2 separate regions of the Mus musculus genome follow, and region 2 is linked to region 1. Evidence: chromatin contacts called from public Hi-C data. All regions are on one chromosome and are shown on one strand. Each heading gives the region's core, a stretch centred on a gene start, on an enhancer-like site or on the middle of the called end of the contact. The rest is flanking DNA. Distances are from core to core; before and after follow the strand shown.

What was found. Hi-C and Micro-C count contacts between places; a contact is called where the count stands out from the background.
Region 2: a Hi-C map of double positive thymocytes shows a contact between it and region 1, with 1.5 times the contacts expected there. The contact joins two enhancer-like sites. A contact is called at or near these places in 7 of 484 Hi-C or Micro-C datasets (CD4 T cells, double positive thymocytes, liver and 3 more) and 3 of 115 datasets of contacts at active chromatin or transcription factors (embryonic stem cells, kidney and large pre-B cells).

What each region holds. Positions count from the first base shown.
Region 1 is chr13:43,959,235-43,964,272 of GRCm38.p6, forward strand. No RefSeq gene overlaps it. Among named protein-coding and RNA genes, the nearest start is that of Gm2233, 13 kb to the left of the region's middle. Within about 2 kb of position 2,322, at least 47 of the 459 cell types and tissues checked have an H3K27ac peak or open chromatin away from gene starts, as enhancers often do. A contact at or near this core is called in double positive thymocytes and pre-B cells, where this site is marked.
Region 2 is chr13:44,062,945-44,067,982 of GRCm38.p6, forward strand. No RefSeq gene overlaps it. Among named protein-coding and RNA genes, the nearest start is that of Gm33489, 20 kb to the left of the region's middle. Within about 2 kb of position 2,952, at least 80 of the 459 cell types and tissues checked have an H3K27ac peak or open chromatin away from gene starts, as enhancers often do. A contact at or near this core is called in double positive thymocytes and pre-B cells, where this site is marked.

The sequences.
Region 1 (5,038 bases), core at 1,072-3,571:
GAGAGTTAAGCTTCATGAGCACCTGCCAAGGAGAAAAGAGGAACTTACTTGTTTTGCTAGAGGGGCAGGGGGAGTCCAAGCCTATGAAAGCAATTTTCGAGTTAGGGAGCGTGTATGAAATCTTTCTTATCACTGTGACATAAAGCACTTAAAAAGAGGAGAGAGAACTTATTTTGGCTCATGCTTTCGGGGGTCCAGTGGTAACTTGGCCACGTGTGTTTGAGCAGAATGTCATGGAGGTGGGAGTGGATAGCAAAGGTACTTCTTTGTAGCATGGTAAAGAGGAAGAAGGGAGAGGGAGGGGCACTGGCTCCACTCGGGGCTTGCTTGGTCCTTTTTCCTTTTTATGTCTGAACTCCCAGCTCAGAGGATCATGCTATCCAATCAGGGCAGGTCTTTACTACCCAGCTAATAGATTTACAGGCATATCCAGAGGCATTCCTCGGCAACCTCAAGTTCCAATCACAACCGGCTACCACAGGGAAGAGTCACTCACGGGTAAATTTGCAGAAGCCCCAATCCCTGTTTCCTTTTCCTCCACTGAAAGATTTTGCTTCTGCATTGTTTTGATTAATTCAGTGCAGCCCTTTCTCCTACCTCCCTATTCTGATTTGGAGTAACCTAATTAAAAGCTTTAGAGCTTGAAGTTTGACTAGAAGCACTTTGCAGATCTGAAAATAGTCACCAAATATTAGGATCTCTGACTGCGAAGAAAATCTTTTCTCAAGGTAACTGAGCAACAGTCTGTGTGTGTAAGCTTACACCCAGTGCAAAAAGATCTCAGCCTGTATATCAGGATGATGTGTTGAAAGATGAACAGTCTCCCCCACTCCCCTGCACCTTGCGTGGTCTCCCTTTTATATGGTCTCCAAGACTATTTCAATTTCTTTGTCTCAGAAGCAAAGATCAAGGTGAGACACATGAGATCTTTTCACAGCCGTTGAATTTCTCAAGTTTCACCCTCTGTTCATGTTTCCTTTCTGTTGCTGTGATAAAAAAAAAAAAAAAAAAAAAAAAAAAACCTCTCTGACTATAAGCAACTTAGGTTTATTTACAAGTCCAAGTCACAGTCCATCGCTGAAGGCATCAAGGCAGGAACTCGAAGGCAGATCTACTGGCCATTCTGCACAGCATCTTCTCATCCATTCTCATCCCTTCTCATCCATGAAGCACAGCAGGAAACATGGAGAGTGCTGCCTGCTGGTTGGCTTGTGGGCACCTGCCATGTACTCTGACCCTAACCCTGAGTTGTCTTGTATGGCTCAGGGCCATCTTCCTAGGAATGGTACCACCCACAGTGGGCTGGGATATTTTACATCAATTAACAGTCAATATATTTCCCCCCACTGGCATGTGCACTGGCCAGTCTGATTTAGGTAACTCCTCCATTGAAGCTCTTCTCACAGATGACTCTAAGTGGTTCTAAGTTGTGTCATGTTAAAGCCAGTCAGAACACCCTCTAGAAAGCACAGAGGCTTATGTACGTTATAGAACAACCAACGTTCACTCAGAATTCTCCATGTGCTAGGCACTATTTAATGTATGTTCTCATCTCTTTCCTTCTTCTCTCCTTTTTAGTGTGATGGGATTAATATTATTACCTCTATTTTATAGATGAGAAAGTTGAGGTACAGAGGCAGAGAGTATCTGGTCCAGAATGCTACCTCTAATAACATCAGAATTGGCTCAGTAATGCGCAGTGTGTCTCTGGAGTTTCCATCCTTAACTAACTGCATCTGTCTGTTCACAGTACCCCCACCTCTGCACAGGACCAGGACACAACCTCTGGTGAAAGCATCTAATCTTAGAGAGACTTAAGCAGAGCTGGGTAGGCGACAGACTTCAGCTGTGGAGCAATATCAAGGAAGGCCTCTGTGGACCACAGGGAGGCCTCAGAAGCCACTGCAGTGGTCTTAAAGTGTTGCTCCAAATGTGGGAACAAATGTATGGGTCTTTCTTCTCCTGCATGGATCATGCATGAATGAGAGCTGCCAAGAAAAGAGCGTGGCTGTAATGAGACACTCTGTACAGCTCAGCCTATTATTGCAGGGCCTTGAGCTGACGGCTGCCTGAGCATTCTATGTGGGGAGTGTCCTGAGTGGGGAGGTTAGAATGCTGGAGAAATCTGAATCGTCATGAGCATGAGCATCAGCAAGGACCCAGGTCCTGTCTGGTGTCATCACTCTGTCATTATATGGGAGATAGAGGAATCCAGAACTGATCCAACAAGTTTCCCACCTGGGCGGATGTCAGCTCTAACAAGTCGGGTTCAAGGGAAGTGATGAAAGCTCTCATCTCACTGTGGTCATGGGTGAACTGAGCTTGTGGCTGCCAAATGTAGCTACAGATGGGGACTTCTGTAAACCTCAGATCCTTCCAATGGCAGGGGTTCCTAATGCCCAGAATAGCTCTGCTTAAGTGCTGTTTTGTCCAAAATATCCTTCTTAGACATAAAAGTCGTATCAGACTGTGATGTTCCATGTAAGGATATAATTTACTGACCAAAGAATAGAAGATTACTAAAATAAAGTATGGACCCGTAAGGCAGAGAACAGACAGCGTGGACATTGCTATAGTTACATGTCTGTAAGTTTGAGATTGTCACCCGCTTAATTGTTCATAGACAGGCACTAAGACGGGTACTCTTCATTCTTTTTCCTTTATTCTACACTAAACTGAAAGAATAGAGCTAAAGAAATATGTACCAGGTGGGCCATGCATTGTGCTTGTGTGCGTGTATATGTGTGTGTGTGTGTTCGTGCATGTATGTGTATGCATGTGTGTGTGTGCACATGTGTGCATGTGTGTGTGCATGTGTATGTGCATGTGTGTGTGTGTGTGTTTGCATGTATGTGCATGTGTGTGTGTTTGCATGTATGTGCATGTGTGTGTGCCTGTGTTTCTTTTTCCACCTGGGCGCCCACCCCAAGCTACAGCTTCCTGTTAGAGCTTTTCTTCTCTATCTCCAAGCCCAATCACAAGTTCAACACTTGTGAGGAGGAGAACAAAGAAAAGTAAGCCCTGCCTGAAGAGGAACTGAAAGCCATGCTGACTTTGGGTTACTTCAGTGGGTAAGTGAACGACACATGCATTTTTAGATTAAATGGGTGCTTTGTGTGCAACATAATATTGATTTTGTTTCCACAGACAGATGGGCTAAGAAATGGTATGCAACCTATTAGGGTGGTGTGTGTGTGTGTATGTGTGTGTGTGTGTGTGTGTGTGTGTGTGTGTGTGCGAGAGAGAGAGAGAGAGAGAGAGAGAGAGAGAGAGAGAGAGAGTGAGAGAGAGAGAGAAACAGAGACAGAGAGAAACAGAGACAGACAGAGATAGTCAGAGACAGAGAGAGACAGAGAGACAGAGAGACAGAGAGACAGAGACAGCCTGGGAAGAATATGCAGCTGACAGGGATGGAGAGACAGTTCAGTTAAGAGCATTTGTTGTTCTTGCAGAGGACCTGGGTTTTTGGTCCTTATCACCCATGTGGTAGCTTGCAGTCATCTGGAACTCTACCTCCAAGGGCTCTGAACTCCTCTCTGGTTTCTGCAGGTACCAGACATGCATATAGCACCGGCATATGCATGCACACAAGAATAAATCCTTAATAATATGAGGGTGAAGCAAGTTGATAACTAACGATTTGGGGTTTTTAATTTTTCTCCATCTTGAACTAGTGTCCCTTGCTTCTGTGTGTCATAGAGCCCTCATCCCATTCTTTGGGAGAACGCTTAGATCTCTCCCTGCACCTGTGACTGCCTGAAGCATCACACACAGGCTGCCCACTCTGCCACCCCACCTTGGTCCTGGCATTACAGCAATGACACAGCCACCGTGATTCTCAGGAGAAAGATGTTAGTGTCCTTCCATCCATTCCATCCACATCCCCATGAACTCAGCAGAAGACAAAGTGAAATCACAAGGTCACAGGTAGAAAGGCTGAGGGGGAAGCTCACAGGAATGGACACGTGTCTTCCTCAGAACTGGGGTCTGGGCATTGTCTTCAGTATCATGGTAAGGGTAGATCACCAGTGACTTCGAGATGGATGCAACCAACCCTGAACACAGCTGGGAATGAAGGTCTCTCTCTATTTTCTGTCTTCACCTGTCTCTTCCTTATAACTATCTTTAGCAAGTCCTGCATATCTTACACTTGGGCCAGGGCATTTTCTAGAATGTTCCATTCATTAGAAACATGCTGATAGTAACTCAGTTGTGATACAATTCATTCACTTGACGTTAATAAGCAACCCAGGTCAAAAGTGGAAGGTGGTGGTTAATTGCTTGCTTAGCATGTTTGAGGTCCCAAGGTTGGCCCCTAGCACTGCAGAAATAGAGAGATCCTGAGAGAGATTTTAAAGAACTGTTGTCAGTGAGGAAGAAAAAAGCTCTTCTCTTTCACGTTGTGTGTAAGGGGGGTTTCTCTACACAAAAGTCTTAAGAAGCTATATACCCATAGGTTCAGAAATTCCCTTTCTAGCGCTTTATCTACTTGACATAACTAGAGTTATGTGAAACTGTGTGCACTGGGTGTTCACAGCAGTTTAATTTATGATTGTTCTGGGCTAATTTTCCATATTTAAGAAAATACTGGAGACATTTAACTTTAAAAGGAGAAAAGTTTATTTTGGCTTACAGAGTCAGAGTTTCCACACCTCAAAAAATTGCCTCTGCTGCTTTGGGGCCTGTGGTACAGCAGCTCATGAGTGTGTGTGTGTGTGTGTGTGTGTGTGTGTGTGTGTGCATGTGTGCATGTCTGTATGTATATGTTTGTGTGTGCATGTGGATGTACATGTGTGTGCATATGTGTGTACATGTGTGTATGCTTGTGTATATCTATCTATCTATCTATCTATCTATCTATCTATCTATCTATCTATATGTATATGTGTATGAAGACCCATACATGTCTATGTGCATGTGTGTGTGCATGTATGTGTGTGTATGCATTTGCATATGTGTGTGTGCATGTATATGTATGTGTGTGTCTTTATACAAAGCTGGTCCCCTTAAGGGAGCACAAAGAAGGATAGGAAGGCAC
Region 2 (5,038 bases), core at 1,702-4,201, 100 kb after region 1:
AAGCTGTGGAGCAAGAGGACAACCCCAGAGATACCTCTAATAACAAGCCAATCAAATCAAAATGTGCCTTTGTCCACTCCACTGTGATTCCAGTCACCCTTTCTTCCCAGATATCTCTTTTTAATCTAATTACATACAATACTTTTCACTTTAGAAAAAAAAACCATGTTAACTTCTGTCGTTAACAATCCTGTTCTCCGTTTACCTGTGAGCAGGCAACCAAGTTTTCTCCTCATGTAAATGCCACAGCGGTTTGCTTTCTGTGTACAAACTAGCATATATGTGTGGGGTTTTTTTCTATCTCCCTCAAGGTCAAAAGATTACTATCTATAGACCTTTCCATTCAAGCTTTTTATCCTCAGCTAAGAATCGTACAACCTGTCTTCTTGCACGCACCCGAGGAAAGCCAGTTCTAATCACCATGGAAGAGGAGCCATCCTGCTTATACTAGGCACTGTGAAAATGCCACTATTCGCAAATGTTTCATCCGCTTGGCAAATATACAATGCAGCACAGAGAGATTCACCGCAGAGGCAAAGGACTCTGGGGGTGGGGGTGGGGCAGAAATGGAATGTGCTGAGCTGCTAGACAGTCCCTGTTCTACCACCGACCTTCGATGTCTGGGTGACTGTAAGGACTGGGATCTGCCTTTGCCTTTGTACAGAAAGGTGTCTCAGACCTGATTCAGACCTTCATTTACCGATGGGATAACTGAGTTGGAGAAGCAGAGAAATGGAGCAACCATGGTAGTGGCCAGGAAGTGGCTATGTGATCATGCTGCCAAGAGCAAAAATCCTAAAGAATGACTTTATAAGCCAGGTACAGTGAGTGATGCACACCTTTAATCCCCGTGCATGGGAGGCAGAGGCAGGTGCATCTCTGAGAGTCTGAGTCCGTCCTGATCAACATAGTAAGTTAAAGGCCTAGTCTCAAAAAAAAAAAAAAAAAAAAAAACCAAAAAACAGAAAACAGAAAACAAAAAACAAACAAACAAAAAACCCAAAAAACAAACAAACAAAACACCCAACAAAACCAAAAGAAGATGCTACATGAGCATCAGACTCCTGAGCCAATATGCTGCTAAGGAATTGGAATTCCTTCAGGAACCTCATGCTGGAAGAGAGAAAGGACAGTGTCCTGGTATTATCCAGAGTGTGAATTAGATCACACTCACTTCTGCTAACTTACAAAAGCATCTTGCAGGATACACTGGAGCTGAGTGGCTGATGGGTGGGGCCACATTGGACTGCTTAGTTATGCATGCCTCTTGCCTTCTATTTCAGCCTAAACCTCCAGTCAGAACTTCCGAATATGGGCTGCAGGCGTGGGGGTGGGGAGGTGTCACTAGACATCTTTATCTGTCCCTTCTTCTCATGTGGTTGTGCTCAATTGATCCCCTTTCTCTGCTTCTCTTTACTTCTTGTCTCTTCAATTGCCCCCCCCCCTCCAGGTTGGGTTGGTGCACCTAGATGTCGGGGTGCATGCTTTGACCCTAAAAGCATTGATAGCAATTGGAACCCAAGTGTGCTGATGCTGATTGAAACAGAATCTGAGTTAGCGTGGGTAATAAGGACCACCAGCCACCGCAGTTCAGCAGCTGAGGTGTAGTTGAATCTTATCATCCGTCATGACTGGTGGCTACTTCCTACCTCTCTCTCTCTGTCTCTCCTGTCTCTCTCTCTTTGTCTCTGTCTCTCTCTGTCTCTCTCTGTCACACACACACACACACACACACACACACACACACACACACATTTCCAAAACCGACATTTGCTTTGAAGGTTGGCCTATACCTAGGCCAAACATAAAGAAGTGTCTAGAAACCAGCACCCCCTTCTCTGCAGCCCCTGTCAAGCTCTTTCTGGGTTCAACCATAGCTCAGGAACAGACATTACCTCATGTCTCAGCACCCCATCTCTGGGCAGGCTCCCCCTTGCCCTCTCTCTATGCTCTTCTCAGGGAGAGAAGAAGGGGTGCCATGTTGGCATGCTGAGAGGAGTGACTTTTTTTTTACTCAAAGGCAGAAAAAAATTACATTTAGTTGAAGGGTAAAGACAAAGTCAAGAAGATGCGTGTGAGCCCATTTCTTGCTTCTTTCTTCAGACGAAGCTTTGCCTTTCTTTTCTAGCTTTGGATGAATGAAGTTGTCACAGTCAGGTCGCTTTCAATAGGGTCTCAGAAAAAACGCCTTTGCCACCCTAACTAACCTCATTTGGCCAGGGCACACATTTAGACGTCTTTCTCCAATTTCTTTATTCTACACATATCTTCCCCTAAATATTCCCATTCTTGCCTCCCGGTGGTATGGACCATTCTTTATAAAGATTATGGCTTCTTAGCCCAGCTCTGTATTTGCCCCCAATCTCTTACTGCCACAGAGCAATGGTACATGTGAAGGGGACAAGAGACAGCTAAGACCTGGTAGACCTGTTATAGGAAGAGAACTTTGGCGGAAACAAATTGCTGTTTAGTTAAATGTAAGTTGCTTCCTAGAGTTCACCTGCTATATATACATGTTTAAAAGAAAATACTCTTTTTTTTCTCTCTTAATGAATTATGCTGCCACCCCTAAAATTGTCTTTGACAGGTGACAGTTGGCCAGTTTCTTTTCCTTCGCTGCCTAGCATCACAGGGTGAAATGTCTTCATCACCTGGAAGCTGTGTGCCAGTGTGGCCAGGTCACAGGCTTCCTTGGTTTTCCACTGTAACTATTGCAACCGTCCCGCATTCTGGTTCCTAAGACCTTCTTCAGGAAACCACACCAGTGACCTTCAGAAGGCCAGAACTCTTCACCCTGAATGTTTGAGCCTTCCCTCTCTCTTAACGCCTGGCTTTCTGCCAGCTGAAAGCAGAAGGCCGTTAGAGATTCTAATCTCCCGGTACAAAGTCTCTTTGGCATCGACAGTCAGATGTCACCTGGGGTCACCGTGGCCTATTTGAGGTGCAGAGTTCTGGGTAGTTTCAGTTGTGCTTGCAGCCGATTCAGAGAGCAAAAGCCGAAGTCTAACAGGAAGGTTGGTTGTCTGAAGTGTGCTAAAAATACTTTGACGTTTGTTGCTTGTGAATGGTTATTTTTAGTCTGAGGAAGTGGATTTAACATAGACCCGGGGGCCCGGTCGTGGCTGACAGAACCAGTGAGGTGTGCACCTGGATAAAGCCGTCCATTTCTGTCTGTCTGCTCCACACTTCTTCCTATGTATGCCCTGGACATGGAGGAGGACGAGACAAAACTGATTCCAGGTCTCTGTCTGCAGCGGGACCTCTCTCTTCCTCTCTGAAGCTGCTGGCCGATGAGAGGCAGGCCAGATCCAGAAGTCAACAGCTGGGCTTCAGACCCCACGAGGCACTGTCCCCTCTGCTAGAGAATACAGTCTGTGGCTTTTGAAGCCTCTGCCCTGTAGTGCTGGGCTCAGTAGAGTCTAGGTGGTTGGTTGCTAACAACTGTCACCTAATTGTCACATGAGCAGGATAACCAGACTCCTGTCCTCTAGAAGGTTCCTGCCTCATTGCAGCCTCTCCAAACTGAAGAATGAGCAGGGAGTTGGGGTACAGGTTGGTTCTTTGGCTTCTCATTCCTTGTAGGTTGACTGAGCAGTAGGGGAGGAATGGCCGTATACTGAATACCCTCCTGGTATGTCCCACTTCTATGCTATCAAGCAAGGTTAGTTACTGAAGCAAGTTAAGGTAAAGAAGCAAGAGGCGAAACCCAGAGGATCTCAAGTGGACCCTAACTGTTGTACCAATGGCAGGGGCTAAGGAATGGCAGATTAGGAGTGGCCACTTGGATCCCACTGTACCTGGGACTGCAGACTGTCTTAGCAGAGCTCTCTCACGGATATTGTGATGAACCAGCTAAGGGTTACTGCATCGTTCTTAGTCCGCTTGTGCTGTTCTAGCAAAATGTCACAGATCAGGTGGCTTAAACAGCAGGCATTCATTTCTTACAGTTCTAGGGGCTCAGAAATCCACGACCAAATGCCATTCAACTGCAGATCCTGGTCACACTCCCTGGCTGCCTTCTGGCTGTGTCTTCACATGTCCCTTTCTCTCTTCCTCTGAAGGGACAGAGACCTCTGCTGTCCCCTTCTCTTCTTGTAAGACCAACAGCCCTACTAGATTGGGGCCCACCCTTGTGACCTTATTTAATTTGAATTCCATCCTAAAGATCTCACATCCAAATAGTCACCGTGGAGACTGAGACATCTACACACAGACTTAAGGAATGGGGGACACACTCTGGCCATAGCTCCTGCAGCCAGGGAACCAACTGCAGCCAACTTTGCTGTTGGGACCCTTTCACACTTTGGGGGTACTCTAGGTCCAGGTATCCCAAGGAACCCCCATGTTCCTTTGTCAGGAGACTATGCTCAGGCTTCTGGTACTATCTTGAAAGGACAATGGTGAGAGTTGGCTTCCTTTCATAAATGATAGTTTTTGACCAATGAATGGCGGGCAGGAAGGAAGCAAAGATGCTCTGGTTTTTTTCAGCCTCTGGACAGGACAACAGCAGCTGTCTAGAGGAAACTCAGAGATTATATAAGTCACATCCCAGATGTCCCCTCCCTGATCCCTCCCCTGAGATTTACCCTGTCCCAGCATCTTTCTTCTTTGTGCTTCCCAGAGTTCCTGAGGAGGGCTTGCGTCTGGAAAGCCCAATAAAAATAAACAAACAGTTAAGGTACAAGACCCAAGACCCAGGTCTGAGCCAGAAGCCCCTCTGCTCAGATGTCTCCTCTCCACTTTAAGGTTTAGGCTCGCTACAGCATTCCTAAAGATCTGTAGTAAATGAAAGGCCTCACTGTGGAACAGCAGCAGGTAAAGGCTTTTCTGCTTTCTGGAATCTTCTTGACCATTCTAGCTCAAAGTCAGCACTAGCATCCTAGAGGAAACCCTGCTTCATTTTCTTAATTATCTCAACCTGGGCCTCATCAGCCAAAGCTTCCATTCCAATCACATCAGCACACCTGGTGTCTGCCTCTCTTCTTACTGTAGATAACAATGCTAAAGGGACCTTTTGTGGTTTTCTCCATCTTTGAAA